Regions from separate parts of the Mus musculus genome. Here region 2 is linked to region 1. A link is a contact called in public promoter capture Hi-C data. All regions are on one chromosome and are shown on one strand. Each heading gives the region's core, a stretch centred on a gene start, on an enhancer-like site or on the middle of the called end of the contact. The rest is flanking DNA. Distances are from core to core; before and after follow the strand shown. Region 1 holds the start of 1110004F10Rik (RIKEN cDNA 1110004F10 gene). Region 2 holds the start of Usp31 (ubiquitin specific peptidase 31).

What was found. Promoter capture Hi-C pulls out the DNA fragments that hold promoters and counts their contacts.
Region 2: a promoter capture Hi-C map of pre-B cells shows a contact between it and region 1. The contact joins the promoter of Usp31 here to the promoter of 1110004F10Rik in region 1. A contact is called at or near these places in 1 of 39 promoter capture datasets (pre-B cells) and 1 of 484 Hi-C or Micro-C datasets (CD4 T cells).

Annotation. Positions count from the first base shown.
Region 1 is chr7:116,091,454-116,095,256 of GRCm38.p6, reverse strand. It overlaps 1110004F10Rik (RIKEN cDNA 1110004F10 gene), which reads right to left and starts at 1,877. Exons shown (of 5, transcript NM_019772.2): 1 at 1,732-1,877. The coding sequence starts at 1,794. It overlaps 1700003G18Rik (RIKEN cDNA 1700003G18 gene), which reads left to right and starts at 2,108. Exons shown (of 4, transcript NR_029433.1): 1 at 2,108-2,195.
Region 2 is chr7:121,705,243-121,709,309 of GRCm38.p6, reverse strand. It overlaps Usp31 (ubiquitin specific peptidase 31), which reads left to right and starts at 1,868. Exons shown (of 16, transcript NM_001033173.2): 1 at 1,868-2,674. The coding sequence starts at 2,057.

The DNA of each region.
Region 1 (3,803 bases), core at 628-3,127:
CTATGTCACCCTTTCCTAGCAGCGCATTCTGAGATATGATATCTATTTCTAGTATCTTCTGGTTTTGTTGCCCTCAATTATGCATCAAATCACTGAATCAGAAAACCTTGCAGCAGATACTAACACATAAACTGATAGTTGATTTTCTAAAATTACCAGGTGTATCTTGAAAATACAGATGAGCTAAACAAACAAAAACATCAAGCAAGGTAATATCCAGTTAGCAGAAAAAATAATAACCATATATAATGGAAACTGAGTTAAGAAAACCACTGTTAAGGGACACATTACTGTATATAGCATAACAACAACAACACAGTCGTCTTTATGATAGTATAGGTAAAGTCACAGGTCCCAATCTTGAAAATGCAATTATAATCACCTATAAATCAACTATCAAGACAACAGTTATAGGATTTGAAATATATCAAAGTTCACCTGGCTAAAAAGTTGTTTTATTTCTGAGTCTATCAAAGCAAGAATGTGTGACATTCTCGGAATCAACTCACAGTTGATATTGGGAGGAAAACAATGTAACAGCTCTTTTACATCTACAATCTAGATCACTAAAAAAACCTAGACAAATTCCTAACAATGCAGAATGGCGGTATTAACAATGGAAGATCTAAATTCCAGTCGCAGGGAAGACAAGGGACATGAATTAATCTCACAGACAACCAGTCATCCCTCCACTCTTTTTTAATTGATTACTAATCTTCCTCACAAGGCTAAAATTTATTCTATTATTACAATTCTGGTCCACACCCCATCTTCCAACCAAAGGAGTGTGGTTCTTAGTATTCTCTCATTAACTACAAAATAATTCAGGGAACCTTTTATGGCTCACAAAGGACTTATGAAAGATGTCAAACTGCACTAAAAGTTACAATTCTGAAGCTGACAGTGTATGAATAAGCGAGACCAGCTTTCATCTGTCTCAAAGATGACTTCCTCATGTCCCCTTCCCACCAACTTCCCCATCAATGTTTCCAAGGGATTTCATTATAGAAGAACCTAATTTTACAAGTTACCTGCAGTTTCTAAACACTATGCTAGAGCTAAGACAAATATAAGCATCCTCTTTATTAATCTTCAATTCCAGTATCTGGCATTGTAGTCAGTACTGAACAGGTTAATAAGGGACAGTTTATTATTTAAACTGATGAGCTGAAGGCATGAGAGGGCAGGAAAAAGGTATCTGACATCAAAATGCGCTTCTGGGTCTCACTCCCTCTGACCTCGCCATTATTCCATCCCCAAACTGTCTACCACAATCTTCGGCTTAATATTGGTCTCTGTTTATTAAGAATGGTGTAGTTAGGGCAGCAATTACCAGTACACTGCAAAAAAGGATTCGGGCTGGAAAATTTGTCCAAATGTGACTGAACATTTCGCGATTGCCAGAGGAGCGTTTTAGACCAATGTCAGGACTATGACATATCTATCCTGAAATGACTAAGAAATGAGCTTCACCGGTTTCCCAAAACGCAAAGACATCTCGATTAAGCTCTTTTTCCTTTTCGACCCTTCTCAGGATTTCCTTCCTCAACCCCCGTTCCTACGCAGGTCTCTGTATCTCAGCTCAGGGCCTCTTCAATCCTTCAGATTCTAGTAGGAAAAGGAAGACATCCCTCGTTGCGCCCCCTTCCTTCGGGCGCTTCTTCCTCCATCCACCCTTCCCGGCCTACCCCAGCCTTCACTAGGCCTCAACCCTCATCCATTGTTATTTACATCGTCGTCGGGGGAGGCTGAACGTTTCACCCCGTGCGGGTGAGACTCCCGGGCAGCACTCATCGTAGCTGGGATCCTGACGGGGATATGCCAAACACACTCGCAGTTCTCCTCAAACGCGACACCAGCAGCCCTCACCCAGCCGCCGGACCAAGCAGCGCCACTCCAGAACGCAGAGCCCCCTCCGGCCCTTCACCGCTACAGTCGTCACTGCTGCGGCCGCTCGTCACCCTGGAGCACACCGGGAGTTGTAGTTTTTTTGGACTCACTCTTTACTGGCCTGACTAAGCCGTCTTCAGTGACTTAAACTACATTTCCCAGGAGGCCGAGCGAAGCATCTCGCGCGGCGTGGCGGGAGAGCCCTCGGAGGCTACGCTTTCTTCGGCGTGTAGAGGGAGCTTTCCCGTGGATGGGTATGGTGGTGATCGTTGGCGGAGAGCTTCGTTGCCACAGACAGACCTAGAGTGGGTTTTCGCCTTTTTGTGTGTGTGAGGTTCTGCCCTGTTAGTAAACACATTCATCATAGTTAAACACATAGACTTAAGTGTAATGTTTGAGGCTTTTTGAATACAAGTTCTCGGCCCAAGACAAAAACCTAAAACATGGCTTCTTCCCCCAGCCTAATGTGTGGTCTCTACTGCTCACACGGGATATTCTAACGTCTTCATTCTCTTCCTTTCCTTCCTTCCTTTCTTTTCTTACTGAATAGAGTTCAGTGTGAAGCTGAAGGCTTGTTAATTGGCTGTTTTGTTTTTCGTTTTTTTTCTAAACAGCTCCACCCCTCAGGAATTGTGGACCGTTTTCCACTGGGCTTAGTGTATTCTAGATAAGAGTGACCCAACTCTCTGATCCCTTTTTAAGGTAGATATTATTTGAAACTTCATCGACTGAAGTCTGTCTGCCAAAAAAAAATCCTGTATCTTTATTATTTTTCTTGGGGTGGGGGTGGGGGGTAAGTTTCCTATATAATAAACCCCTTTAAAGTTACAATACAGTAGCAGTCTCAACCTGTTTCAACTGTCTCCTCAGTCTAGTTGCAAGAGACCACCCCCACCCCGCCCCCTTAGGATGGATACATTCGCTGCCCTTCCCATTTGCAATCTTGTTTCTAGTTCCCTTTTCCTCATTTCCCTGCTCCCTTTCCAGCCCCAACTAAGCTTCCTGCAAGATCTTGTAGTCCAGTGTTCAGATACTGAAGATAAACTTCTGTATGTTATAGCTGAATTTGCATCCACAGGTGAACCTGACATACTGTCAGGATGACTTTCTTGCCCTTACTCATTCTGAAGACTTCCAGCCTTGATTTTTAAAAAGATTTTTTTTTCAAGTATAAACAAATAGTATGACAACAGTACATGGCTAGTCTTAAGTCCCCATACCGAGTGGTCTATGAGACACCTGTCAGTGTCTGTGCTCAGCAGTTACTCTAGTTGAACTACATTTCAGATGACGATGAACCACTGATAGAACTGTGCCCAAAGTGAAACCTGACTATGCCTGTGAACCTAGTGTCTGGGAGGTGGTGAAGGAAGATAAGAAATTCAAGATCATCCTCTTCTAAGTAATGTGTGGTTTGTCAGCCGAGTCTATAGTAAGACCTCCTCTCAAAATAAAAATAAAAAATAAAAATAAAATAAAAACAGTACCCCACCCCCCGCCCCTATCCCAAACATCAGGACTTAGAGCTATGCACACAGGGAAGACAGTTTCTTAATTTATGCAGTCATAGATCCAATTCCTTTATTTTTGAAGCAGAGACTAGCTTTTAAATAAATTATATAAAAATACGGTTAGAGCTATATTTAATAAGCCTAACCAAAACAAACTAATCTCTTATTTCTGTGTTAAACCACAATAAAGGAAAAAAAAAAACCCATGAAGAAAATATTTTTAGAAGTGGTTTTTTAGTCACTAAAATTAAAATATTTTACCTACTAACTTCATGACCCTACTTAGTTTTTATTTAACTTTTATAAATGCAATTACAATGGAATTCCATCGAGGTAACAAAGTAGGATGATTATAATTCACTTCAAATAGATTTGAAAAATTGTAATAAGCACAATTTAGAA
Region 2 (4,067 bases), core at 619-3,118, 5.6 Mb before region 1:
CTAACTCTGAAGCTGTAAGCAAGCCCCTGATTAAGTACTTTCTCTTACCAGTTGCCTTAGTCGTGGTAACTTCACAGCAATAGAAAACAACTAACTCATTGTCTGTTGAATTCCAACAGGGTCAAGTTAATGGTATGGCCAAAAGGTTCTAAGAGAGTCTGCAGAAATGATGCAATTAATGAAGGCAAGATTTTAGAGATGAAGAGAGGCAAACTAAATGAGGAAGTTCAAGGAAAGATACCTGGAGCAGATGGATCAGCTTGGGTAAAGGTTCACAGCTGGGATCAAGTCGTTAGAAGCAGCAAGCATGTGTGCAAAGGTGGAGGGCCACAGGCTTCAGTTTCTATTGTGATCTAGTGGCATTCTTTCTGATGCTACAAGGAGCCCAAGGTACAGCTAAGATGGATGTTTTAATTAGGAGGTAGAAGTGGAGGGGATTTGAGCCTATTCAGAGCAAACCAAGAGCATCATTACAGGATACCATATTTAGTATTGAGTAGAAATCTAGAGGCCAAAACTATTTGCTTTGAGATGGGTGTAGGGTGGCCTTTCTATCTTTAAAATGTTATGGGCTTTCTTTCCCATTATCTGTTTTTTGCAGTAACCAGGGCTCAGGCTCATCTCTTAGCAAAGAGAACATACAAAGAGAAGGTCAGAAACCAGTGGATTTTGAGTAGTAGGCAGCCTTAATGCACGCTGTTCTCCCATGCAGTTTTTTTTCCTTTAAAAAAAATTGAACCAACATTTAAAAATAGAATTTCCACCTTTTCTCTAAAAATCAGCTGATCTGGCAACACTAAGCCCTCATTCTCACATGGGAACAACTGACTGGAGGTGAGCGAAAGCCATCTCTTTAGAAGAATGTTAATTAGCAGGTTGCCGCTGTCCACAACATTTCTTGTATTCCCAAGATATGTGAAGTATGACCTGATCAGCAGATGACCGACCCCTCACCAGGATTCTTTGTTCATTGCTATGACCTATCTAGCCTCTGCGATAGTAGTGCATCTGTGACCCTTGGTTTAAAGGTTAAGTCTTTGAGCCAAACTTGGGTTTAAATGAGATGTCAAAGGCACTGAACTGAAAACCAAGGAAGGTATTCCATGATTGGCATAGTGTGTGGAATACAGAGGTAATCATGAATGAATACCTACTGAGAGTGTACACTATAGGAAGGCAAGCAGAAACTCAGTTAGTTTCAGTCTTGTCGTATCCTTAGAGTTTAGTACAGTATTTGGCAAACAGCAAGTGTTCAGTTGCTATATTTACTGAATGAATGGATGGATGAATGAATGATTGAATGAATGAATGAGCAAATGCTCAGTTTATTGAGTGATTAAAGGGAGAGCTCAGAGGATTTAAAGGCTGTATTTTACAAAACTTTTCAGCAAGGCAATTCTAATAATATTACTTTGCTGAGACCTCAAGGTACATCCTGAAAGAAAAGCCCACCAGAATGTGCCAGCTCCGTGACCACGTTCGGGTGGGTACGCGGCAGTCCCTCGGGAGCCAGGCTGAGTTAACCCGCCTGGGACAAGACAAAGCTGTATCTATCAGCTCCTCTGCCACCTGGTACGTGGCAGCTTGATTTCAGTACTTTCTCTAGATCTTTTCTATTTGACAAGCAAAGACAGAGACCCACCCCTAAAATCCACCATCCAGCGCCTGCCCTAACGTTTAGGACCGTGCCCATACTAAACATGGCCAGTCTTGAGCTTCAACACGCAGAACCACGCCCTAAGCCGAGGGAGTCCTTGAATCAGGGTTCAGGGAGAGAGCTGTTCCCACAGTCAATATGGCGGCCTCGCAGCTTCAGTGCGGGGCGGGGCTGCGATGCCAGCGAGTCACGTGAGCTGCCCACTTGGGCGGCCGCGCGACGCACGCGCGCCCCTCGGTCGCCGCTCTCTTGCTCGCTCTCTCCGCGGCGCTCTGAGGTGGTGTAGGGCGTGAAGCCCCCCGGGCCGGGTGAGGCGCAGGCGGCGGGATGCGGCGGCGGCCGTGGCGGAGTCGCGGTCCGGGCGGACTGGCGCGGTGATGAGCGTCGGCAACCGCCGCCATGTCCAAGGTAACGGCGCCCGGGCCCGGGCCGCCGGTGGCGGCGGGCGGGAAGGAGAAGCGCTCGTTCAGCAAGCGGCTGTTCCGGAGTGGCCGCGCGGGGGGCGGCGGCGGCGCTGGCGGCCCCGGGCCGGCCGCGCCCTCGTCGCCGTCGTCGGCGCGCTCGGTGGGCAGTTTCATGAGCCGCGTCCTCAAGACGCTGTCCACGCTCTCGCACCTCAGCTCCGAGGGCGCCGCCCCGGACCGCGGCGGCCTCCGCAGCTGCTTCCCGCCCGGGCCGGCCTCCGCGCCCACGCCGCCGCCGTGCCCGCCGCCGCCCGCCTCGCCCGCGCCTCCCGCCTGCGCCTCGGAGCCGGTGCCCGGCGTGGCGGGGCTCCGCAACCACGGCAACACGTGCTTCATGAACGCCACGCTGCAGTGCCTCAGTAACACCGAGCTCTTCGCCGAGTACCTGGCTCTGGGCCAGTACCGGGCGGGCCGACCGGAGCCAGAGCCGGAGTCGGAGCAGCCGGCGGGCCGCGGGCCGCACGGCCAGGGCGAGGTCACCGAGCAGCTGGCGCATCTGGTGCGGGCGCTCTGGACGCTGGAGTACACCCCGCAACACAGCCGCGACTTCAAGGTGAGCCCGGGGCGGGGGGCCTTGGAGCTCGGGCGCTTCTTGGGCTCCTCCTCTTCGGGCCGGGAGGATTTCTGCGCTGGATGCTCAGAGAGTTCTGGAAGATAACCCAGATGACAAAGGAACGCATTCCTCCCACCATTCATCCAGCCAGCTTGGCTTCCGAGCGCCAGAACATGGGCGCCAGGTCCTGTGATCCGCCTTGGGGATGGATGTTGCCAGGACCAAGACCCTGCCTTCATGGAACTTCAATCTTTGGAGCGGGTATTGGTGGGAGAGTATCTATCCATCTGGGTTCGAATCCGGCTTCTGCTTCTTAAGTAGTAAACCACTGAGCCTCTTTATGCTCCCGTTTACCTGGTACTTACGTTTAGCAAGTTGACAGGTTACGTTGGACAGCGAGATTACCCAGTTTGGGCACTTCTAGCGGGTTCAGTGTGATACATAAAGTGCTTTAGCTATGTTAGTACCGTTCATGCTTAGTGCTTTTTTTTTTTTCTTTCTATTCTTAAGTACAATGAACCAGGTGTTATCAGATAGTACTTTGAAGAAGGCAGAACTTGATGATGTAATAGATGGAGGAGGTGGTCCTGGCCCTTGGCTTGCAGCTGCCCGTGTGCACTAAGAGGATGAGATTGGGAAGCAGAGGAGTTTGCTGGTCCAGATGGTAAGGGTCATTTAGGCTATCCTAAGGAGTTGGGTTCTTACTGTAAGCTGAGCAGAGAGGTGATTGGAGATTGTATGAGGGATACTTTGAGGTGGGATATGGGTATGATATTAGCGAGAATGGAGTCGGACAGTGAAAAAATAAGTTTTACCATTCCTTCCCTCATTTCCTCATGCTTAGAACTCCACAGTTTGATAGTTGCCCCCATTTTTTGACAGTTGTCTCACCCTGATTTTCTACCAGCCTTCTTTATTTTTTTGAGACAGGGTCCCACTATGTAGCCCAAGGCTGACTTTCAACTCGAGATCTTCCCGATAGCCTTCTGTGTGCTGGGATCAACCTACCCCTCTCCACTGCTCTTCTAAAGAAAACAAATATCAAGTTTAGAGACGTTGGTAGACAACATTAAAAAATATTTACATAGGCATGGGGTGTGTGTGTGGCATTTGTGTAGAGGTCAGAGGACGATTTGTGGAGTCGGTTCTCTTATTCATTTATGTGGGTTCTGGGGATTTAACTCAATTTGTCATGTTTACCTGATGGTCCATCTTGTCAGCCCAACAGTAGCTAAATTTAATAAGGTTATTATGCTTTTATTGTTTTTTTTTTCTCTCATTTGTCTTCTATTTATGGCAAGTGGTACTGGTTTTCCACTGTGCTATCAAGTTTCTCTCTAAAATACCTTTCTCTAAGTCCTGATTGGATGGCAGGCCTGAATGATGATGCAGC